5 separate regions of the Mus musculus genome follow, and regions 1, 2, 3 and 4 are each linked to region 5. A link is a contact called in public Hi-C, HiChIP or PLAC-seq and promoter capture Hi-C data. All regions are on one chromosome and are shown on one strand. Each heading gives the region's core, a stretch centred on a gene start, on an enhancer-like site or on the middle of the called end of the contact. The rest is flanking DNA. Distances are from core to core; before and after follow the strand shown.

The links. A called contact is a pair of places that touch in the nucleus more often than the background predicts. HiChIP or PLAC-seq counts read pairs in DNA pulled down with a chosen protein or histone mark. Capture Hi-C pulls out chosen DNA fragments and counts their contacts.
Region 1: an H3K27ac HiChIP or PLAC-seq map of epiblast stem cells shows a contact between it and region 5. The contact joins two enhancer-like sites. A contact is called at or near these places in 4 of 484 Hi-C or Micro-C datasets (bone marrow-derived macrophages, embryonic fibroblasts, nephron progenitors and 1 more), 11 of 115 datasets of contacts at active chromatin or transcription factors (bone marrow-derived macrophages, cardiomyocytes, embryonic basal ganglia and 6 more) and 1 of 9 other capture datasets (embryonic stem cells).
Region 2: a Hi-C map of nephron progenitors shows a contact between it and region 5, with 4 times the contacts expected there. The contact joins two enhancer-like sites. A contact is called at or near these places in 1 of 484 Hi-C or Micro-C datasets (nephron progenitors) and 2 of 115 datasets of contacts at active chromatin or transcription factors (embryonic basal ganglia and embryonic limb bud).
Region 3: a contact with region 5 is called in an H3K4me3 HiChIP or PLAC-seq map of bone marrow-derived macrophages, with 9 times the contacts expected there. The contact joins two enhancer-like sites. A contact is called at or near these places in 8 of 484 Hi-C or Micro-C datasets (bone marrow-derived macrophages, brown adipocytes, cortical neurons and 3 more), 1 of 115 datasets of contacts at active chromatin or transcription factors (bone marrow-derived macrophages) and 3 of 9 other capture datasets (adipose tissue, embryonic stem cells and liver).
Region 4: a contact with region 5 is called in a promoter capture Hi-C map of pancreatic islet. The contact joins two enhancer-like sites. A contact is called at or near these places in 1 of 115 datasets of contacts at active chromatin or transcription factors (bone marrow-derived macrophages) and 2 of 9 other capture datasets (adipose tissue and pancreatic islet).

Annotation. Positions count from the first base shown.
Region 1 is chr15:27,881,429-27,886,199 of GRCm38.p6, reverse strand. Trio (triple functional domain (PTPRF interacting)) reads left to right here. Exons shown (of 57, transcript NM_001081302.1): 10 at 4,771. Among named protein-coding and RNA genes, the nearest start is that of Gm29975, 110 kb to the left of the region's middle. Within about 2 kb of position 1,374, at least 100 of the 459 cell types and tissues checked have an H3K27ac peak or open chromatin away from gene starts, as enhancers often do. A contact at or near this core is called in bone marrow-derived macrophages, epiblast stem cells and trophoblast stem cells, where this site is marked.
Region 2 is chr15:27,780,458-27,785,254 of GRCm38.p6, reverse strand. The region is part of intron 34 of Trio (triple functional domain (PTPRF interacting)); the gene reads left to right. Among named protein-coding and RNA genes, the nearest start is that of Otulinl, 100 kb to the right of the region's middle. Within about 2 kb of position 1,449, at least 256 of the 459 cell types and tissues checked have an H3K27ac peak or open chromatin away from gene starts, as enhancers often do. A contact at or near this core is called in embryonic limb bud and nephron progenitors, where this site is marked.
Region 3 is chr15:27,854,647-27,859,155 of GRCm38.p6, reverse strand. It overlaps Trio (triple functional domain (PTPRF interacting)), which reads left to right. Exons shown (of 57, transcript NM_001081302.1): 12 at 2,922-3,091; 13 at 4,101-4,275. Among named protein-coding and RNA genes, the nearest start is that of Gm29975, 140 kb to the left of the region's middle. Within about 2 kb of position 2,540, at least 65 of the 459 cell types and tissues checked have an H3K27ac peak or open chromatin away from gene starts, as enhancers often do. A contact at or near this core is called in bone marrow-derived macrophages, where this site is marked.
Region 4 is chr15:27,835,416-27,839,782 of GRCm38.p6, reverse strand. Trio (triple functional domain (PTPRF interacting)) reads left to right here. Exons shown (of 57, transcript NM_001081302.1): 21 at 880-1,002. Among named protein-coding and RNA genes, the nearest start is that of Otulinl, 160 kb to the right of the region's middle. Within about 2 kb of position 2,467, at least 2 of the 459 cell types and tissues checked have an H3K27ac peak or open chromatin away from gene starts, as enhancers often do. A contact at or near this core is called in pancreatic islet, where this site is marked.
Region 5 is chr15:28,157,604-28,162,045 of GRCm38.p6, reverse strand. It overlaps a transcript of Dnah5 not described here. Among named protein-coding and RNA genes, the nearest start is that of Dnah5, 44 kb to the left of the region's middle. Within about 2 kb of position 2,650, at least 278 of the 459 cell types and tissues checked have an H3K27ac peak or open chromatin away from gene starts, as enhancers often do. A contact at or near this core is called in bone marrow-derived macrophages, embryonic limb bud, epiblast stem cells and 3 more, where this site is marked.

The sequences.
Region 1 (4,771 bases), core at 125-2,624, 270 kb after region 5:
GTTACGGTAAAATGACATACTGTCTTTATAATGTCTATAACATGTGACCTTGAAGGAGGTTCCATTGATAGGGCAGAAAACACTATTAGCTTGGCCTGCTGAGGCTGAGTGTCATCTCCAGTTGAAGGCAAACCTGCAGGTCCACAGTGAGTCCTAGGATAATTTGGACTGCATGGTAAAAACATACCATTGTGCACTATGCACTGTCTTTTAACAGTTGCTGGAGTCTTGGGCTCTTTCCTCAACAACACACACACACACACACACACACACACACACACAGGCACACACACAGAGAGACAGAGGCACACACACACATACACACACACACACACACACACATACACACACACACAGAGACAGAGGCACACACACACATACACAGAGGCAGAGGCACACACACACAGAGGCACACACAGGCAAGCCTCCCCCCCCCACAGGCACGCCCACACACATTACACACACACACACACACACACACACACACGTTGAAGTGGACACGTCTTTTTGTGTTTTATCTGGATGTTCTCCGGGTTACCTTAAGTACTGTGGTTTGTATACTCTTCCTCTGGCAATGTCAGATTTCTTGTCTAGTTTGTACAAGCAGCATTATTAGAGATGAAAATGCAGTTTATACAAGATATTGCCACGGCTTCCAGCCGGACTTTCCACCCTCTCGCCTAATGTGCTGACCCCTAAGACCATATACTAGGTCAAGCCCTGCATGTCAAGCGTTACTCTTGAGTTGACTTCCGGGAGCCTTGTTTTTAGCTCGAAAGGGAGAATAGTGAAAGTCTGTGCATACTGCACCCCAGGGAGTGGGTACAGATTTAGAGCCATGGCGTCTTCAGACCTTAGAAAGCCTTGTGATCTGTGGACTTGCGGCGAAACCTGGACACGTCCGATAATCAAATACAGTGTTTCCAGGCACACACTGAAGGGCTAAGTGAAGATTACACTCTGTCACAAGTTCTTGTACTAATAGTCACAGAGAGACGAGTCCCCAAAGTCTGGCACATTAATTAGGGAGTAGGACCCTCTTACAGAACACTGTTTTACAGGCTGGGTGTGGTTTTAAGATGGCTAGAACCCTACCCCTGCGCAGGAGAACGTGCCGGGGCTTGTCCCGAGCACTCGCTAACTGGCCCTCGCCCAGTTTGAGTCTGTACTCTGCGGAACCACTTCTTCCCAGTCGTGTTCCGATGCTGGAGAGCTTTTCTCCTTCCCGCAGTAGCAGCACCTGCCCGTCAGCTGTGCCAACCCAGAAGAGGCAATAACAGAAGCTTAAGAAAACACTGGGAGGCTGCCTCCCTACCCTACACATTGGCTCCTCTGCAGAATAACCAAGACTCCTACTGCCCCTGCAGACTGAGAGTGATGATGGCCCTTCTGTGGTTCCTTGGGGAGCCAGAGGCTTCCTGTACGCACAGTGCAGGCCTGTCTCGGCAGCAGGTGCTCAGGTGGCAAGATGACTGTTAGTTCATGTAAGCCCACTGTGCCATCATCATGGTCAGGTTTGTCATTATTCAGTGATTTCCTTTTCTTTACGAAAGGGGGAGTCAGGTCAAACCGTCAGCAGTTTTCTGCACATTTAGCTGAAGCATGTAAGTGCTGCACTCTTTTCAGTGCCTTGACCTTGGAGCTGTCCACTAGAGGGCGCTGATGAACAGGAAAGATGCTGGCACCCTGCCTTCTGCATAGAGAGGAAGGTGGTATTAGCCTCCTAGATTCTTTGCTCTGCTTCTGAGCCATGTAGGGAGGAAAAAGATTAACTTTTGACTTGTTCTTCAGCTTAAGGGGGAGGGCAGACCCATCCTGCCCTATTTATGGGGCTGGGATTTTTATTTTATTTTTTTTATGACACAGAATTGACAACCATTGGCTACAAGTGTGATCAGAGATGGCGGCTGGACTAGGGTGATAAAAATCCAGTGACTTGCTAATCTTCTTATATTTAAATGAAGGGTTTGTGCACATGTCTTTAAGATGCTGTGACTTTCACAAATATATTAATCCACAGTCTCCTTGCCAAGAAGGAAATTTTACCCAGGCTTTCTAAAGAGACAGTAGCCTTGTGGGAGGCTTGGGAACTTCAGCAGGATTCCATAACCATCTGCTCTTATCTTAATAAAGCGCTGGGTACGTGCACATCACTTCAGGCGCTTTTGTGTTTGCTGGAAACACAGTGTCAGCAGTAATTTTACATTCCTGGTGGGAAGAGCCAGTGCTAAGGGGAAAATGGCTGAGCCACACAGATAGATTGTATTTCCAAGCTATAGTCCCTGAAGTACTTCTCTCAGGGTTAAAAAAAAGATTCAGCTGTGGGGATTTGCTCCCTCTACCTATCCAGCAAATGTTTATCTCCAACACTGCGAAGCAGTGCCTTGCTTCAAGTCTCTGGAAGTTGAGAGGAATTGCCAAGCGTTTGACTTTGCACTGCCCTGGGTTTTTGTTTGTTTGTTTGGTTGGTTGATTTGGTTTTGGTTTGTTGTTGTTTTTAAGTTAAGGAATATAAAGAATATACCACAAAGAGTTGTAGGGTTTTGTTTTGTTTTTGTTTCTTGAAAGTCTTCCCCCCTCTATCCCTTCCAGAAGCTCTTACAGGTAGGCGATAGGTTGGAGCTTAGATGTTAGGTTTGCCCGGCAAAATCCTTTTCAACTTTAAAATACTTCTTTTGTTTGTTTGTTAAAACTTTATTATAAAGAACTTACAAATAAAAATCTCACATATTGAAATGTGCCACGCCCAATGAACTTGTCAGTGAACTTCTGTCTATCTTGACTGCTGCCCTGAAGCTTCAGGGTTCCCTGGTGGACTCCCCAGTTCTGTGTGGAGTTGGTCATGCTCACGGAGACAGTCGTTAAATGGTTCGAGGTTGAGACATTGCTTTTCAGAGGGGAGTGAGACACACTTACGAAGGCCTCCTCAGGAGACCTAGATCTCCTGGGCAGCCAGTAGAGAGTGCAGTCGGCTTGGAGTCCCTCACTGCATTTATAATTCCAACGACAGGTGTGTGTGCCGCGCAGCTGCCTCATGGTTGCCGTGGTGGGTCATGCGGACACATTTAAATCTTCAACTGCGCATGCTCATCACCGCTGACTGGGAGGGAAACTGAAGCTGAGAAAAAAAAATAGGGAACTTCCTCCCAGCGCGCAGTCAGATCATAGCTGTGTGCAGAGGGGCGGGTGTGGAAGACGTGGAAATGTGGTACCTTTCAGGGCAGAGTCAGCAGAACGGGTAGATGAGTTAGACCACACTGACAGCAGACAGATGGATCCAGGGAGCAGGGATGGTGGGCAGGTGACTGTCAGTACTGACGTGGACAGGTAAGGATCTGAAATGAACCAGGCATGAGAATGGGAGGAGCGTGTAGCCTCGGCCCGAGCACCTACTCCCAGGCTTGTCTCCACTTCCTAAGCCCACTTCCAACATGATTTCTGCAGGGTCTTGGAGGTTTGTTAAGGTTCACCATCATCTGTATGGAATAGGACGGTGCAGAAAGGATGGATGCTCAGGTGTGGAAAGGGGCCGGAAGGGCCTCAGGTGTGGAGTGACGGAGAGCAGGTTGCCTTTATTGTGCAGCCTGTCCAGCTGACCACTCTAAAATCATCCACTGTGGACCAAGCGTTCACCCTGACTTCTGACATTAGTAGATGTTCCTGCACCACTGTCTGCCTGGATTTGCCCCATTTCTATATCAATCCGAGATCGCTTTGAGTTGTGTTCTTGGGCACCTGCTGTAGTCTGATCTGAGTGTTGTGTTCCCCAAAACCATATGTGGAAATATAATCTATAGCACAGCAATACCAGTGTGCAGGACCTTTGGGAGTGTTAGGTCCCAGGAAATGTACCCTCGCCAATGAGATTAATGCCTTTAGAAAAGGAGCCTGGGAGATTCTGTTCAACCCCCAGGCCTTTGGAGGACTGTGGAAGCCGCAGCCCCTCACGTGATGGTGGCACCTTGATCTTGGACGTACTAGTTTCGAGAACCGTGTGAGCAGACATATCTGTCACATATACCCAACTCAAGGCATTCCGTTTGGTTAACCTAACAGAATCGAGCAGCACCATAGTCACAAACATGGACAATGTAATGGCCCATTGTTAACGCTGGCAGATGTACATCATGTATTTGTAACATTTTAAAGGGATCGTTTAATAGTTTTTCTGGCACTCTCCAACCCAGATTAAGTGTGCATTTGATGTAATGTAAATATCCTGTTAGATACTGCTGGTGTTGTGTGAGTTCAAAAGTTCAGGTACCAGTGAGCTGTGCCACTAAGTTCCGGCCGTGAGGACAGAACACCAGCTTGCCCGCTGATTGAGTGCATGGGATGTGTGGCTGTTATAATAGCTCACAGTTTATAGGATACGTTGTTTGAATCACCTGAGTTATGAAGCTTTGTTGATGGGCCCAGCAGAGTGTCGTGTCTACCCTCTTACACAAAATCCAGTCAGTTTGGAGGCTTTCTCATGCCTCAGATAAGGTGAAATTTAATTTAATCACCATTTTATGCAGTGTTTATACTTAGAACAATTTGCTCCTTTAATATAAAAGTTGGTTACAGTCCCGGTGGAGAACCAGATGTAAGATATAATTACAAAGTGAATCAAATCAGTATCCAGGCATCTCTTCCTAGTAATGTATTTTGTTTTGCTTCATGTTTGCCGCAGAATTTTTGAAAAGGAACGAACCTTTTCTAGATTGGCCTAAGCAATGAGCAAGGTGGGCGCTGTGTTTATGGCCCGTGTGGCTGTTTTCTTTGCAGG
Region 2 (4,797 bases), core at 200-2,699, 380 kb after region 5:
AGTGAACAGATCCACACAGTAAGCACTGAATTTGGTTTCAAATCTTTTCGAACCTGTTCTAAAGGATGGAAACACAGGATATTCAGCTCAGTGTGAATAAACAAATACCAAAGTGTCGCCGGAGGATTGTTTCAGCCATGCAGACTGGCTGTTTCACATTAACGATTGAGCAGTCTAAAGTCTCTCTCCAATTTTCTCCCACTTACATACCACCAACTCATTCAAAGTTTACAGCATGGTGCATGTGCGTGCATGAGTGCCCCAGGGACCAGTTCTGTGGAAAACAGAACCAGTGTTCTGTCTCTCCTCACTCTACGCATGACCTTGGATATATGTCCTTGTGAGAGCATGGTCTGTGGTTCATGGCACCTCCCCCCTCCTCCCATACACCCACCAGCACTTCAGAATTCTCATTGAAATTTGTTTATTGATTTTTTTAAGCGAAATACATTTATAAAACTATTTTGTTCTCTCACTTTTGTGGGAAAAGGTTTTCCATGCTTGATGGAAAATACATCCAGGAAAGAAATGCTGTGAAATTACATTTAAGGTTACAGCTGATTTTACAGCACATGTAGAGTCCTGAGATATTAGTAATCAGCCATGGGACTCTCCTTGCAGGGAGCCCTAGCCACCCCGAATTGACTTTTCCAGACATCTTGCTGGTGAGCTGCAATCTCTCTTTGGTCTATCTTTGTAAGGAGAACACAGATTTATGGCTTTTCATTCTGAAGAATTTCCTCCAGGTGCTCGGGGTTGGCCTCTGGGGTGAGTGAGCAAGTCCATAAACACGGGGAGCTTGGAGCAATGAGCTCTGGAATCTGTCCAGGGAGCCCCTATTTCCTCTTCCTGCCCGCAGGCATGGGGGTGGGGACTGGGCAGCCACAGCCCGGAGGCTCCGGTTAATTTCTTGCAGTTCTCTCCTAAGACCATGCGAATGTGAAGGATTGGCTCAGGATGCCCAACTATAACAACCGGAAAACCCCCAGGGAATAGAAGCAGCTGAGCATCCTCACATCGAGCCCTGAGTGACTGGATGTGTGTTCCTCTAGGCATCCTGTGTGCAAGTCCATGTCTTCCTCATTGACACCTTTTATTCTCAGAAGCACAGCTGAAAACGCCTCTGCGTGCCACCTTGTAGTCAACTCTACTCCTGTAGTGAAAGTAAGAACTCACAACTGTTAGCTGGGACGCGCAACTCGGTGGAGTTCTAAGGCCACTTCCTTTTCTCTTCTGTCTCCTTAAGCTGGCGGGGCCCAGTGGCACCAAAGTCCTCTCTCAAACTGGCACAGAGAAGAGGGATATGTTGTGCTTGTGGTAACATGGGAGCTGACAATTGAATGTTTCTCCTTTCGTCTCTCTCTTCATCTAAAAAGGAACACAGCACAGTGGCTGTCCTCATCCTGTTCCGTCCCCAGCCCTACGCAAAGGCTGCTTGATTGCTTCCTGTGGCTGCTTGCTCCCTGGAGGTGGCAGTGCCGCCTTATCACAGGGGCACTGATTAAAGCCAAGGACAGGATCCTGCTTTAATTGGTGTTCCTAGCAGAGGCCGTCTTTCTCATTCCCTTTGTCTCCACGGCTGCTTTGTTTCGTCCTGGAGTAACTCCAGGCCCCTCTCCTTCCCTCTCACCAGTGAGCACTAAGTAGCTTGGATAGCTCAGGGAGGAGTTCTTACAGGAGGACTCTGTTGACCACGGGAGATTCTTATAACAGCGCGTTCTTAGAAAGCCTCCTGCCTGTTCCCTGAGGCTCCAGAAATGGGACAGAGAGTTTTCAGCTGCTTCAAAGAAAGGCACCCCAGCCTGTTCTTTTCATTCTTTGGTTTGTGCTGCTGCTGTTTCAGTGTGTGACCGTCCCCTCCACCCCCGACCCCCGCGAGAAATAGGGGAACTAACGGTACTTAAAAGTTCCTAAGTAATGACCAAAGCAGAAGTATGCCATTTTGGCCTAGGAAAGAGGTGGAAAGCAAGATGACGTAAAGCTGGCTGGGACCTGCGTGGCCCTGAGTGTGCTCTGGGTGGACTGTGGTGTGTGCATGCCCACAGGCGTGCTGGCTTTTCCTCCCAGAGCCTGTGGGCAGTAGTGGTATGTATGTTTGTTCAAATGCTCTTTGCTTTAGTTCAGCACCATTTTGATTTTGTTGTGTTACTAAAATGCAATTTAGGAAGAATTCTTACTGGATTAGGACTCTTTTGTTTCTTTTCTTTTCTTTTTTTTTTTTTTTTAAACTAAACCAGGAACCTCGCCATATAATGTGCTGGATATTGGCTCTGTGGTTTGGGAGAGTCAGTCATCTGCTTCCTCCCTCCACAGCTATAACTCTTCCAAGCTAATATCGCATCCCTTGAGACTGGAGCCGGAGTTAACCCACCCCGTGGAGGATGTGGAGAGTGATAATACTTGGCAAGCTCTCTGCAGAACATTCCAGGGCCTCCCCACTGCCCTGTAGCGCTGCATACAAACGAGCACATTGGTATGGGCTCTGTGACAACATTTATAAGTTTGCACGGTTCATAGCTGGCTCGATTATGTGCATACTAACACAACCCGGGCATTTCTGAGGCAGTAAAACACTTCACTGCTAACATTCTGAATCTGGTTTTAATTTTGAAAGAATAATAATACATTTATGTATGAACGAAGTGTAGTCTTATCACCATTCCAACCAAACCACGTGGCTTAACTGCAGAATGTCCCTTTTAACCACGCTGTATGGGGCGGACTTTGTGTGTCCCTTGTTCCACATGAAGGAGGGTTTTAGCTTTTAAACGCATCTAAATTCCCCCCACATATGCAGATTTCCCCCTTTAGCAAGGCAAGCCAGGTGACCTCGGGTTTTTTTTTGTTTGTTTTTTTTGTTGTTGTTTGTTTGTTTGTTTTTTAACAAGAAAGAAGACAGTAAACAGAAGTATAAATGTTCGCTGTGGGAAGTGTCCCTGGTTAAATGTGTCCATGCCTCTCGCTTTGGGGTTTTATTTCAAGGACATTATGATCACAACTATCATGGGTCCTTACAGCATTAGGGGCTATGAAACCAGAATGGTATGTGGGCACCATGTGACTGTCAGCCCCCAAATTAACTGTGTGTTTCCATGAATGCTGAGTCCTGCCTCTGTTCAGGCAACAATAAACACTGCAGTAGTTGGGAGATGGAGTCACAAGCATAAATTAAGAATCAAGACACTGTTACTTCATAACATAAAGAGCTTCCTTATCCCTCTTCCAACAGTAAACTAAGTACTGAGTAATCCAACCCCTGGGTGGGCTTTGTTGTTGTTTGTGTGTTTGTTTTTAGAGACAGTCTTTAAGTGACACTAAGAATCTGTCTTATGGAAAAGAACAGTGTGACTTTTGGGCACCAGGAAGGATCTCAACCGACCAGAAAAGCTAGATTCATCACAGAGCCTTCAGAAGGCCTCTTGCTTTGGGGCTAAATAGACCAGATGACATTCTTGCTCTGCAGAATGTCACTCTGCTTCTGTGGAGATGCCTGGGTCAATGTGGGGTCCCCTCCGGCACCCTCACCCGTGGATCTTCAGTGGGAGCCTCGGCTCAGGCCTTCCAGGGCCACCATAGGTCCCCTTCCTTCTCCTTACCCAGGAGCAGTGTCCCACACAGCTCACTGTGGACATCATCAGGCTGTGTGCTGACCAGAGAAAGTCAGGAGGGCTCTGCAAAGACACTGTCTGTCTCTCCAGCCCTACCCACCCCACCCCACCCCACCACACATCCCAGGGATGATGCAGACCACCAAGAAAGAGTGGTGCCAGGTTCAAAGATCACAGAAAGCTGGGAGTTCACAGGATTCATACATCTCTCCCTCTCTTTTTTAATGGTGTGTGTGTGTGTGTGTTTGCATGCAGCACTACTATCTTAACACAAAATCTGCTTTTGACTTTGAGTTGAAGTCCCTACAGTTCATTAGTGGCCAGTTTCTTGGGTGCTTTTTCCCCTCTCTGACAATTTAGATCAGTGTCCATAGAAAAATCCTGCTGTTCATCTCCCCCAAGGGTACACAGTCCTGACTCAAACAAAAATCACTGAATATGGCCTAGCCATTCCAGAAGCCAGAAACAAGGGCCAGTACTTCCTCCAAATCAGTGTTTGTCCAGAGTAGAGAAGGATTGCGTTTAGATGTGAGCTCTAACATCAAGGTGAGTTAACAGGAAGGAGGAGGTGTGGAGCTATCTTTTACATCCTGTCATTCACAAATATGAGGATTTTTTTTTTTTAAGCAGCCTCTGCGTCGGTCAGTCAGGTGAGCAGTACGCCCAGGGATGCCTGGCTCTCCTGTCACTGCGGGGTGGAAACGTGAGAGAGGTGTGCGGAGCCTTTCTGGAGAGGCTGTAGAAAGAAGGTGTAGCCTCTGCTCTCTGCCTCTCCTAAGGACGTTGTGTATAGGAGCCCAGAAGGAGCATGGGAGGATCGAGTTGTATCATACTGTTCACCTTACCCACCAATCACTGCAGGTGCCCTCCTCAGAGCCTTGACTTACACAGCTCCCTGTAGACCACATACATACTCGAAGAGACCCGCTCCTCCATCCATTGGTTGGTTGGAGCTCCTGACATCCATGCTAGCTTAACCTCTCCTCCCATGATGGCGCTGCATTGCCTCTCCCCTAGCATGTTCTTGTTTCCACTCAGCAGTGAAGGAGATGCTGTGCATCCGACTAGCCAACTGCACGATTCTGCCCTTTGCCTCCTTTGCATTTAGTCCCCTTGTCTGTCTGTCTCTCTCTCTCTCTCTCTCTCTCTCCCTCTCTCTCTCTCTCTCTCTCTCTCTCTCTCTCTCGGC
Region 3 (4,509 bases), core at 1,291-3,790, 300 kb after region 5:
AGAGAGAGAGAGCGCTCTGCTGTGTGGAAGGGCAAAACTTGACCCCTAAATATTCCTGGCACTTCCCCTAGAATTCAGATTCCCCTTACACCCTTTCCTTGACCTATAGCATCTTACGCTATTTTAGGGTAAGAGGGCTTAAATGCTAAGTCTGCCAGACTAAGTGACTAGTTTAGGATAATTGAGGAGCCTAGATACGTTTTGAAAGGTACTCATAAAAGATGTAAAACTTTATGAATTGTCTTATCATGAGATTTTCTTAAAAGAAAGGCAGCAATAGTGACTGATTGATTTATCCTCTTTTTATATATACTCTCACCGACTCTTTTAGGCAGCCCTAACTTGCCATTCACATTAGCCCATGACCTGTAGGTGAAACTGAGTGATAGACCAGGTAAGGAAAGGCCAGCACTTCTGCCCAGCAAGGTCTCATCTGTTTTGACCTCAGGCAGGCTGTCATAGACACAGACGACCACAGTCACATGTGGCAGGAACATTTATTCCTCTGTCCCCGTGCTGTTGCCTGTACGCATACCTGTGTGCTGCACCTCAGGGCCAGCCCAGAGGCTGTCTTTGATTAGCTCTTTATCAATGCATAAAGATTGTCTAAGTGCTTTGTAACTTACTTTCAGTAGCACTTGTCCAGACTAGAGGAATGTGGCAGAGGCTCCCCCCCTCATTAGCACCCCACTCCCTCCTCAGTCCACAGTCAGCTTCTAGAGTCCACTACAGTGAAGGTCAGAGGAGAGCTGTCAGCCCCTCCCCAGACCAGACCAGGTGCCCCGGCCGGGATCAACACCTGTGTGCAGGAGGAACCCTGAGCAAGGTAAAGGAGCAGGCGTGGCAGCGTGCTGGGCTGTTCCATTCACTTGTGCACAGCCTTCCTGGGACAGCTTGAGCAAAGCTCATGAGCTCAAGCAGGAGACTGCTGAGATTTTAGGAGACAGGAAGTCAAGGATTCTTCTTTCCATTGCTTTTGAACAGAATCAGTACAGATGCAAAGAAACACATTGTTAATAAATACCTATCTTGGGAGGGCAGAGGGCTCTGGTAGTGCCATGATCAAGTGTATCTGTCATTGGAACCCAGTGGGTGAGTTCTGTGTTTGGTTAGCCAACCACCCTCGCAGTGCCACTGGTCTGGTGGAAGGCAGCTGTTAGCTTAGGAAAGTCCACTGACTTGGTCATCACAGCAGGCTAAACGCTTGGACTCATCAGGGGAACAGTGCAGTCCACTTTGCTAAGGGGTTGGTTATTGCTTGGAGCAGCATTTGCTTTCTGTTTCTTTGAGAAGACTCCTGTCGTCTATTGCGTTAAGTTGAATCCATCCTGTGTTAATTACAGAGTGCTTAGCTTGTGGAGCACACCTGTCTGCACAGATGTTCCACTGCATCTTCCTTCACTTGTTGTCTTGGTAATTCCTCCATGAGCATGGAGATTTCTTAGATCCTGTCCTACCAAGCTGCATCATAGAGAATTTAGCTGATGTGTGTGGCCCACAGTTATGCTTTGCTAAAGAGTTTCTCCAGCCTTACTCCAAACCTTAAGGCTAAACAGTACCACTGTGGTACTACTGTGCACTGGAGTGCTAATGTGTGATTCAGGTGGTACCACCGTGGTACTGCTGTCCAGCTCCACTCTGGTGCGGTTGCAACCCCCATAGAGCGCTGTACAGTGATATCTAGAATTACAGCGCAGTACAACCTATGGCAGCTAAGTGTGGTTTCCACAGAGAGTCTCAGAGCCAGCTGGCAGATCTTCAGGATCGTGAAGCTCTTGTCCTTTTTATCATTTGTAAGTGCAGCCACTGTGCTGGCACGCAGGGAGTGAATGCAGAAACAAAGGAAAGCACAGGTGAGATCCTTACTGGCAGTAAACCTCCGAGGATGGTGTAGGCCTCAGGAAGGGTTACCAGCTTCCTTCACCCGGGGTCCTTTCCCCTTGATCTACAGGATGAGTCAAGCAGCCTTTATTTAAGACTGTATAAGTAAAGTTCTCGTGTTATGAAACTTGACAGTGTACACAAAGACAGACAGTGCAAGAACAGTTAACAGATATTTAATATCTTTAGTAAAATTAACCTGTAGCACCATGGGTAACTTGGCTGAGAAATAAAAACTTTATCAGCACTTTTCTTATTTAAAATGGCCTACCAGATTCAAAACATCTATTGTAACAGGAAGAACATATTTTATATATGTGGTACTTGCCATCCAATGAGCAGGCACAGAGTTGATGTTTTAAGCTCTTCTGTTTTGGAAAATATAGACATAGAATTCAGGTTCCAAATCCTAGATGGGAGGAGCCAAGACCCACTGTGATCACACTGTCTTCCCATAGTAGGATGAACACGCTGCGTGACAGGCAGCTGGTCCTGGGTACGGTCCTCTCCATCACGCAGCTGTGGTGGGGAATAGTTTAACCTGGTGTTCTCTGCTCTGCTTCGAGGGACCTGAAGCACCAGTGTCTGACTGGTGGCTTAATAGTGAAGTGTCGTACCTCTGCTGAGACCAAAGCAGGAGTCAGGTCTCTGAGCAAGCGCCTCTGTGCTCGATGACGGATGTTCCTGTTGTCCGAGTGACTCGGTGTTTCCACGGTGCTCAGACTGGGCCTCTGCAGAAGGGCAGCGTGCCTTCTCTTCCCTTTCCTTTTTCTCCCCGGTGACAGCCTCTTCCGCCACGCTGCCGGTTTATTTTTGCCCCACACTGCAGTGGCATGTTGCGCTCTCTCTGCATGTGTCCCACTAGTTGCTGGACTCTTCAGGACGCTCTCTCTCCTTTTCCCTCCCCCTTCTTCCTTCCTTCCTTTCTTTCTTCCTTCCCTCTCTCGGGGAGCAGCCCGCCACCATCCTCTTCCCCATGTGAGTGGCCTGGTGTCTGCAGCCCTCACTCACAGTGCCCTCTGCCGTCTGTCTGTCTGCAGCTCTGGACATGGCTGGAGGAGTTACAGAAGGAACTGCTGGACGACGTGTACGCCGAGTCGGTGGAGGCCGTGCAGGACCTCATCAAGCGATTCGGCCAGCAGCAGCAGACCACCCTGCAGGTGACTGTCAACGTGATCAAGGAAGGAGAAGACCTCATCCAGCAGCTGAGGTGGGCCTCAACCCCCCTCCACCCCCACCCCCACCTGGTCCCTCGCAGATCCAGAGCTGCACAGCAGGTTCCTGCCTTTATCAGTCCTTGAACAAATAGTTCCAGTGTCCTCTCCAGAAGGCCAGGGAGAGTTTTCTCCTCATCCCCACCCCCAAACCCCGTTAGTTTTTCAGCTGCGTAATTGTCTGTCTTAACACTAACAACTGTGGGAATTTGACTCTGTTAGCATTACTTCAGCATCACCTTACTAAGACTTCCTTAAAAAGGATGAGGTTGAATCTCTTCTAAGATCACGTCCTCTGGTCCCCTCAACCTGCCTGGAGGTGACATCCTTCCGTTCCTCTGGGCAGGAGGCAGGGCCAGCTTGCCTTTGTTTCCTTTGGAGGCAGATTTGAAAATTCCTTTTATTGAGTCACAGGGTGGGGGCACTGGGGGGGCAGACACACACTTAAGGGTAGCCCCCTGCTCCGAACTCACACATCAGCTGAAGAAGAGTCACTGACTCAGTAGTGTTACATGATTTTTCCCCTTCCCTAAGAGAGGGAGATGTTACTTAGTCAGGGTTTCATTGATTGATTAGAAGTTAACCTCCCGGGGAGGAGGAGGAGGAGGAGGAGGAGGAGGAGGAGGAGGAGGAGGAGGAGGAAGAGGAGGAGGGAGGAGGAGGAGGAGGACCACTGCAGTGACTGGGCACCAGCTGTTCTCTCTATTAAGGTGGTTTTCTGTGATAGTTGATTTCTGTGAGAGAGCCATGCAGAGCTCAGCTGGGAGGAACACAGCCGTGGCTCTGCAGCCTCAGGCATGGTGGGACAAGCCGCCCAGAGGAAGGGGCTGGCGGTGTTTTGCTAGAGGACAGCGTCTTCCCTTTTCTGAGACAAAGTCCAGCTTCCTGCCAGCCTTCTTCCCCTGAAGATTTGCGTTGCCGGATCTGGTGTCTAACAATGTGAGACTTTCTTATTCAATTCCTGTTTGTCTCATTGAAGTCCCGTCTCCTTCTTCACCCGCACAGGGACTCCGCCATCTCCAGTAACAAAACTCCGCACAACAGTTCCATCAACCACATCGAGACGGTGCTACAGCAGCTGGACGAGGCTCAGTCCCAGATGGAGGAGCTCTTCCAGGAGCGCAAGATCAAGCTGGAGCTCTTCCTGCAGCTGCGCATCTTCGAGCGGGATGCCATCGATGTAAGTGGCCAGCCCCTGCCCTGGAGCCCTGTCCCTGGATGCCTTCCTGTGTCCTCCACTCCTGCGCCTCTACCAAGCAAGGAGAGGGGTGAGACACAAGGAAGAACAGACACTTCCTTGGCCATTGGGGAGGCCCGGTGGTCAGCTCTGCACTCTGGGTGGGAGACTGCAGGGGGCCAGGGAGAAGACCAGGGGGACAGTGCAGGCAGCAAGGACAGAGTGTATGGAGTACCA
Region 4 (4,367 bases), core at 1,218-3,717, 320 kb after region 5:
CCTACAAAAAAATTCCACAAATGGGGCTGGGGACTAAATTGAACCCCAGAACCAACATTTAAAAGAAAAAACCCAGCTGTGGTAGTGTACACTTAAAATCACAGTCCCGAGGGAAGCAGAGACAGGCAGATCTCTAAGGCTTAGCTGCCAGGAGCATAGCCTGCTTGCTTAGTTCCAAGCCTGAGAGGACTGTCTCAAAGAAAAGGATGGATGGATGGCTCCTAAGAGATGATAGCTTGAATTGACCTCTGACCATCACGCGCACGCAAGCACGCGCGCGCACACACACAAGCTCTGCCACAGATGCAATAGTGTATCTTAAAGAAACAGCGAAGTGGATATTCCAGTATCAACATGTTAGGACGGTGGCTTAAGATTCAAGGGCACATAGGCATGCCCATGCTTTTTAAATGCTGATTTTCCTCCCCATAGCCTAGGTAGAAGCGTGCGTTTAAATTAGTCTGATTTCATTTTAGTTCTTGGCACCTGAACCTCAGGCATTGTCACTAGGCAAGAAAGGTGACATCTTCTGGCATCTGCCCAGTGGGGACTTTGGTCCCCGGTTTATCTAGACTTTCAGCAACTCAGTTTCAGACTATCCTTTGCCCACCTCTGTGACACTGGATATGAGTTCTTCGACTGTGCTGTTGTTAGACCTGTAGGTTCGTAGTCATAAGAAACCCTTGAACCACTGGTCATTGCTACACCAGTGGCAGGATTATTTCCCCCCTGCCAGGATGCTCCTTTCAGAAGTGTGTCTGCCCGAGGAGCTACTCTTTGATGTGCATGCTGACTGTGGCTTCCATGAGCGGGGCGTGCAGAAATGTCTGCTTCCCTTAAATATTTAGCCCGTGACCATTTTGCATTGCTCTCCTCTAGGCATTAGAGTGGATCCACGACAATGGGGAGTTCTACCTTTCCACACATACCTCAACAGGGTCCAGCATTCAGCACACACAGGAGCTGTTGAAAGAACACGAGGAGTTTCAGATAACTGCCAAGGTAAGTCTGCAAGGGAATGGGCTTCTGCTCTGAACATCTGCTTGGGCTATCCCAGAATGACCTCGAGCATACACTCCAGGGGAAGGGGGTGCTTGTCAGAGGCATGGCTACCATGTATGGAGCATCGGCATAGGTGGTGTGGTTCTTCCCAGACGGGGTCTTTATCTGCCTCGCTTTGTTTACCTGCTTGGGCTCGTCTGATCTCTGTGATAGCCTCCAGCTCTCCTGGCCTCTGCCTTTGCCCTTAGTGTTGCTTCTCTCATTTTCTTTCTGAGTTATTTGTATCAAGGCTTGCTGTTTCTCTGAAACATGAGGATGTGTATTGTTCTGTATTCTGTGTCTTGCCCTTCCCTATGACCGGTTCCCGGAGAGCGTCATGGCAACACCGTTCACCACTGTCCAGTCCCAGCATGGTCTGTGTTTACTTCTGTCAGAACTGATTCCTGCTTGTTCATGCGTTTGTGATGCTGGAGGCATCCATCTCTACTTTTCTCTTGAAAAGAGAAGTGGATGCGTCTTCCAGAAGTACTATGTCTTTGCATCTGACACAAGTCGTCAGAAAAGCACGCATCCCAGGGCCTGGCTTCAGGTCCTTCTCTCAGATGGTTTTGAATGGCTTAAAATGCGGTCACTTCTCTGTGACTGCTGCTCTGGTTTTGTTTGTTTCTTTCTTTCTTTGGAGTTTGTTTTTAAATTACAGTTATTTCTGCTGGGCTATACATGCTGTAGCATCCATGTGGAGGTGGGGACCCCTTGGGGGAATTGATTCTCTTCTTTGACCGAGTGAATCCTGGGATCAAACTCAGATTTCCAGGCTTAGCAACACCTGCCTCGCTCACTGAGCCGCCTTGCTGGATTTCCAGTGTTTGCTTGGTTTTGTTTTTTGGTGTGTGTATGTGTGTGTCTGCGAGCCCACATGCACACACACACGTGCACGCACGCAAACACTCTGAAATATTTTCAAAAGTATATTTTTAATGGCAGACTTGAGTTTTTAGAAGATGCTGAGAATTACTTCAGATCTGAGCCAAAAATTGACCAACCTGAATAATATATTTTTTTTGTTAAAACAAAAAGAAAAAAATAAATGCTCCTATAAAGGAACAAGAATAATTATAAGGGGGTGGCACACCTTTAATCCCAGAACCTGAAAGGCAGAGACTAAAGGATCTCTGTGACTTTGAGGATCTATATTGTAAGTTCCAGGCCAGCAGGAATACAAAGAGACCCTGTACCCCCACCCCAATTAAAAAAAAAAAAACAACAGCAACCATCTAGAACAACTATCTTGTGTGGCCCTTAACCAGGTTTGAAAGCATAAAGAGGAATTTTCAACCAACTGGAGTCACAGTAGCTACTTTGTATTGCACCTGTTTGTGATTTTGCTTCTGTAACATTTCTGGCTCCCCTTCCGGTCCTCCCTGGCCTCTCCTCCGTTTCCCAGCAGCTTGTGAGTGTGCTGGGCCCTAGGAAGCCCTGGTCGAGTGCACCATTCACTGCGGCTACAGAGAGCTGTTCCCCGTGTACTGAACACTGTGGGGGTGGGGCTTAGGCAAGGTGGAGGTGACCCCTCCTAGAGATACCAGGAACATCCAGAGAGCTGACTGGTCCTGCATCTAAGGTGAGGACCATGGCTTTCCCCTCTTTGCATACTGTGCATTCAGCCATATAACTTTAATTTGTTAGTACAGCTAAGAAATCATCTCTACTGTGAGTGTTACAGTTCTATATTTGTTCCTCCGATGACCCGTACATTGCATGTTAAGGAAGTGCCTGATGTTGCATTGGGATCAAAGGCCAGTTTTCCACCACGGTTGTGGTCCACTACCATGCTCTTGTCTCTGTAGCCTGTTCACAGCTCTGCTGTCAAGTTGAGTGACGGGCCCACCTTGTTTACCAGGGAATGCATATAGGGACTTTAACCATTAGTCCTAAATGGTTCTTCCTACTGAATTTGGGTGTAGGTTTTGGAAGTATAAGACAGTAGTATGCATATCTTTACTCGTATGTTTTTGTAAGATCTATGTAGGTTAGCATCTGACTATGCTGTTTCCCAACTCTATAGGACTATTACTTTTGTTAAATATATGGATTAGTTATGTCAGGAGGAAGTCAGAGGTTTGGAAAGAGTGCCCCTTGCTGTCTTAGCTGTGTGTTGTCATTGGTGTGGGCTGTCTGCGTCACGAGCTCCTTGGCTGGTGGAGATTCTACTTGCTCTGTCAGGGTGGCATGGGGTTTGCCCTTGCTTGAGCTGATCAGTGTCTCCTAAGAATTCCTGTTTCTCACAGCCTGTAGCAAAACCTTAGCTCTAGCAGGATAGTCTTTCAATTTGTTACACAAATTCAAATTAAAGCCAAGAAGAATGTACACATCTTAATTACTTAGACTTACTTACTAAGACTTCTTGACTCAGTCCCTTTGTCCTGTCTATATCCAGCTCCTGGGTTTCATGTTGGGTGGATTTCTGTGTCATGCCAGTGACTGGGCTCTGCAGGGATGAGGTCTATGGGGACTTCAGAACAGGCTGACATGCAGTCTTTGCACACATTGAAATTTGCAGTCCAACTCGTTGCTAAACCACTTAGAGCCTTGCAGTCATCTCCAGATGCCTCCCTGGGTCTCCTTTAGTGACGTCCCTGGTGCTGGATGCTGGGCTCTGTGTTCACACACTCTGTGACGTAGCATGTGTGTGCACAGGCTATGCATCCTTCATGGTTCTCAGCACCCAGGGAAAGCCACTAGGGAAATTCACTTCACTGTCATTGTCTCCCAATCCTTGATGCCCACACAGGAGGTCTGAGAACAAATGGTGACTTCCCATTTTATATCCATTTTACTGTTGGAATTTTGAATCTCCTGGATGTATTGATGTATTTTTAAATGGCAATTATAATTAAATATTCCGAGACAGGAACTATTGAGGGACAGGTGGATCGCACCTTGTTTTCATCTCATCATCTGTTTGCTCTGTCTGTCTCTACTGATTGACGTCTGCATGCTGGGCTGGTGACTAGCATATACTGGTCAGAGAAACAGCAGTGCTGGTAAATGCATAAAATGTATCTAATGTGCATGTTCGATGGGAACAAGGAAGTGGGGACAGGAAGGGTGGGAAAGGGGCCCTGCTCTGAGAAGCCTTTGGCTCTCACTGGCGTCGCCTTTTGTGTAAATGAACTTGTGCGATGAAGTCTCACTGTCTTGTCTTACCAGCCTTTACACTTAGTAAATCTTCCCTATTTTAACTAGTTACTGAAACTAACACCAGCCTGTAATGCTACTGCTAGCAGTTTGTGCATTGTCATGTGTTTTCCACAAACAAACAAGTATTCCTTAGCTTGTTGGTGGTCTTGGTTCCTGTGCTAATA
Region 5 (4,442 bases), core at 1,401-3,900:
CTGGTGAGCTCTGAGCAAGCTAATTAAAGGTCTTTATTGCCAAATACAGAGAGGGCAGAGGGGAGAGAAGGCTGAGAGTGATAAACCACAGAGCTATTCTGAGATCCAAGCAACATAGAGACAGCCCTACCCCGGGGGCTCTTTATCGCCAAATAACAGCAGTTTGGCTACAGCTAAGTTTATCAACATGGCAATTTTCATTCCTTTTCCTACCAAAAGAGGTGCCTTGAGCTATATAACATAGACGCTAATCTTCCCATGGATTTTAAAACCTGGAGCTGCAGGATCAAAGGTGTGTGCAGGGTAGTTTATTTGAGGCCTCTCCCTTCAGCATACAGACGACTGTTTTCACACTAGGACCTCATGTGGTCGACCCTTCCCTCTGGCTGTGTATGCCCATGTTCTCATCATCTCTGTTTGCAAAGGTGAGCAATCAGATAGGACCGGGGCTCCCGCTTACAGCCTCATTTGAGCTCTTTCTCAAAAGACACCATGTCCAAACACAATTGCGTCTTGGGGTACCAGAGGGCTGAGACTTCAACCTGTGAGTGCCACGACGGGAGTGAGTTGGCCTGGATTATACAGTGGGGATCTGATACAGTCTTGTTAGCATCTGCTTGTTGACTACAGTACTGACGTCTTTGTTCTAAGTAGAAAGTACTGCTTACTTACTGCAGGATTTGGGCCTCTTTCCCTCCCCTCACTGATGTTCTTCGAAGCCCTGTCAGATCCTTAGCCACTGCTGCAGCTTCACCTGCTGCCTCTCTCCAGAGGGCCCTCCTCTTGTCTCCACTGGGCTTCAGCTCCTCATGAGGCCATGTTTTCTGGCCGGACTGCTCAGCTCTCAGCCTCCTTCTGATCCACTGCTGGCTATAGGCGAGGACCGGTCCTCGGGACTGTCCTCACCACTGTCAGCGTAGCACACAGAGGTCGCTGTCTGTTCTTTGGTGATCTCCAGTCTCTGGACAGTTCCTGAGTTGGCCCTCCTGGAGGAGACTCTCCAGTCAACAATGGTTTCCTTCTCAGAGGTAGGCCTTGCTTTGTGTTTCGAAATGAACAGTCAGTGGGCATCCCAGTCCAGAACGGGATGCTCAGAAATGACCCACTAAGCCCACAGATTTCCAAGAGGAAGATTTTTAATTTTGTTCCTATGTTCAAAAGTCCAGGACCACATCCTGTGGTAGATGCTATCCGAAGACTCAGCCCACGTTCCCCAGTCTCACTCTACTGGCCCCACCTGGAAGCCGCATCAAAAGAACTGATCCTTCATGTTTGATCTCAGGGCAGAAATGCTGGCCTGTGGGAATTTTATCATAATGCCCAGTCTGGGGTAGCTCTCACCTACAGCTTTCACTACTAAGCCAATGTAGAGTACTAACTCTGGGCAGATGTATCACATGGAGTTTAACAAATACCACACCAGTATCCCATCTCCTGAAGACGGTCTCACTGTAAGTCAGTCATAAACAGCAATCAGGCTCCATAACTGCTTGTTATTTGTTTAAAAGAAAAATGAAGTAAAATGCCATTCATTTCAGAGCAAGCATCTGAGGAGCACTAGAGTTATGATAGAAACTTGGGACAAGGGCTTATAAGAATGTGGGCAGGCTGCAGGCGTGAGTCAACGGGGAAAGGGCTGGCTGCACAAGCTAGGGATGTGAATTCAGACCTCAGTACCCATGGAAAGCTGAAGTGCAGAGGCTCACACCCATAAACCCAAACCCAGCAGCAGCAGGAAGAGGCAGCAAGAGCCTGGAGGCTCTCAGACCCGCTGGCCGACCTGAACCACCGCTCCTTGAGAAACCCAGTCACAAAATATAAGTTAGAGACTGATAGAAGAAAGACCTCCCTCCATGGCAGCCAATGCATGTGCATGCAAAGTAAATCTGCACACACACACATACACACACACACACAGCCAGTACACATACACACAAAGTAAACTTCCATAGAGAAAGAGGTGGGGGAGGGCAGGCTCTGGCCAATATACAAACATGCAAAGTAAATCTGCACACACACACTTGTGTGCATGCACACGCATGTATGTGCACACACACATACACACACACACACACAGCCAGTACACATACACACAAAGTAAACTTCCATAGAGAAAGAGGTGGGGGAGGGCAGGCTCTGGCCAATATACAAACATGCAAAGTAAATCTATGCGTGTGCACACACAGGGGGCTGGGAGGGAGAGAAGAAGAGACAGGGAGAGAGAGAAAGAGACAGAAAGACAGACTATGGCCAATACTCACATGCAAATTAAAACTACAGAAACACCACAAAGAGACAGTCTCTGGCTGTGCAAACATGCGCATGCAAAGTAATCCTACTTGCTGTACACACACACACACACACAGAGAGAGAGAGAGAGAGAGAGAGAGAGAGAGAGAGAGAGAGAGAGAAGGCAATCTATATGAAGGAAAAGAGGAAAGAGGCAAAGAAATGGAGGAAGGAGAGAGAAAGGGAAAGAGGAAAAATAAAATGACAAAAGCAAAATGGGAAGGAAAGGACAGAGTGAAGGAGGGAGAAGAGAGGGAGAGAGGGAGAGAAGGAAGGGGACAGAGGGTAGAGGAGAGAGGGCAGGGAAAGGAAGGGACTGAAAGGAGGGGAAGGGACAGAAAGAAGTGGGAGGAGTAGGAGGGAGCGAGGGAGGGCGGGGAAAATGGAGGGAGGGAGAGGAAAAAAAGAGAAAGGGAGACGACAGGAATGGGGAGATTACTAAGACACTGAAGGAGAGAAGGACTCTTCCGCAGAATGAGCCGTTGTACTTTAAACACAGTCGGCACTTCACAAGTGTTTGCTGAATTGAACCGAACTGCTCAAGTGTAGTTAATACTTCCAGCCTCACTTTCTAAGTATTTTCTCTAGAGAGAAGTGAAAGCAAAAGAAAAACACCCAGCCAGCCAGCTCCTCGGCCTTCCGAGCACAGGTGGGGCGGGGCTGGGGGGACGGGCTTGCCCTGGATGGAGCAGACAAAGGGAGCCACCCAGCTCTCCAGGCTGGTTCCCTGGAGATGAAGCAATCCGGGAGATAAAAATATCCTTGGCAGATGATTTACGCTCGAGTTCAGCCGCTGGCTTTCATTCCTAAATAAAGTAACCTAGAGCCGTTCCACTCTTTTTTTTTTTTTTAACCTGTTTGTTGAAGGCCACAAGACAAAGCCAAATGCAAACAGCATAGAGGTATAAATACACTCCCCGGTGGCCCCGAGCCAGGAAAGAGCTAAGCATGACAAAATGGGAAAATGTAACAGGTGAGCTTCCGCCTGGAGTCTTAAAGCAGCCAAGAAAGATGCGGTTCTTAGAAATAGCTATGTTTGCAGGATCTTCTCTCTGATTCTGAGACCAGCTTCATGAGTCCCATTACCCAGACATGAGGGAGACGGGAGTTCTGCCCTCCCTAGGGAAGGTTAAGTTCTATGAGGTCAGTTTTCAGCAACATGACACCGTATGCATTATATTTTTACTTCAGTGTCTATAACCACAGAAACACACCTTTTGCAGTATTGATGATAATTCTCCAGAGCTGCCAAAAATCTTGTCCCTGTCAACCTTGGCTTAGGGTCAATGCTAACACGGAGTAGCACTGAGGGAATGATGTTGTGTGGTGTTACCACAAAACAACTGAGTCCTGCTTCTGTTTCTCTCTCCGTTCTTCTCGCTGACCTGCAAACCTTTCCCACCAATGACTTACATAAACTAGAAGCTGCTTGCTTGGCTGGGGAGACAAAGAATTATAGAAAGTATTTACAAAGATATGATCCATCATGTAATTACCACAGGATACTCCCATAGGATGTAAATTTCTAGAAGGGATATTATGTTTCTTATTTGTTTTTGTTTTTTAAGACAAAGATTCCTGATGTAGCCCGAGCTGGCTGAAAACTTAAACCCCTTTTGCCTCCTTTCCTTTGTTTGTTTGTTTGTTTTTTGGGTTTTTTTGAGACAGGGTTTCTCTGTGTAGCCCTGGCTGTCCTGGAACTCACTTTGTAGACCAGGCTGGCCTCGAACTCAGAAATCCACCTGCCTCTGCTTCCCAAGTGCTGGGATTAAAGGCGTGCGCCACCACCGCCCGGCTTGCCTCCTTCCTAAACACCGAGATCACAGATATGTTTTCTTCAGTGTAGAAATATTATTGGTATATTCAATCAACCTAAAAACATTATCCTATGTACCTTTTCTAGATACAAAACTGTATATACATGAATTTATTACAGGGGGAAAAAAGGCAGGGTTTCTCTACATAGCCCTGGCTGTCCTAGAACTCACTATGTAAACCAAGAAGGCTTCAAACTCAAAGAGCTCCACCTGTCTCTGCCTCCTGATTTCAGGGATTAAAGGTATGAGCCACTTCAGCTGGCAATTAAAGGAAGTTTTTAAATAAAGAAAAAATAAAATCCTGTTTAAAGTTACTAGCTAGAAATGATAGCAGTA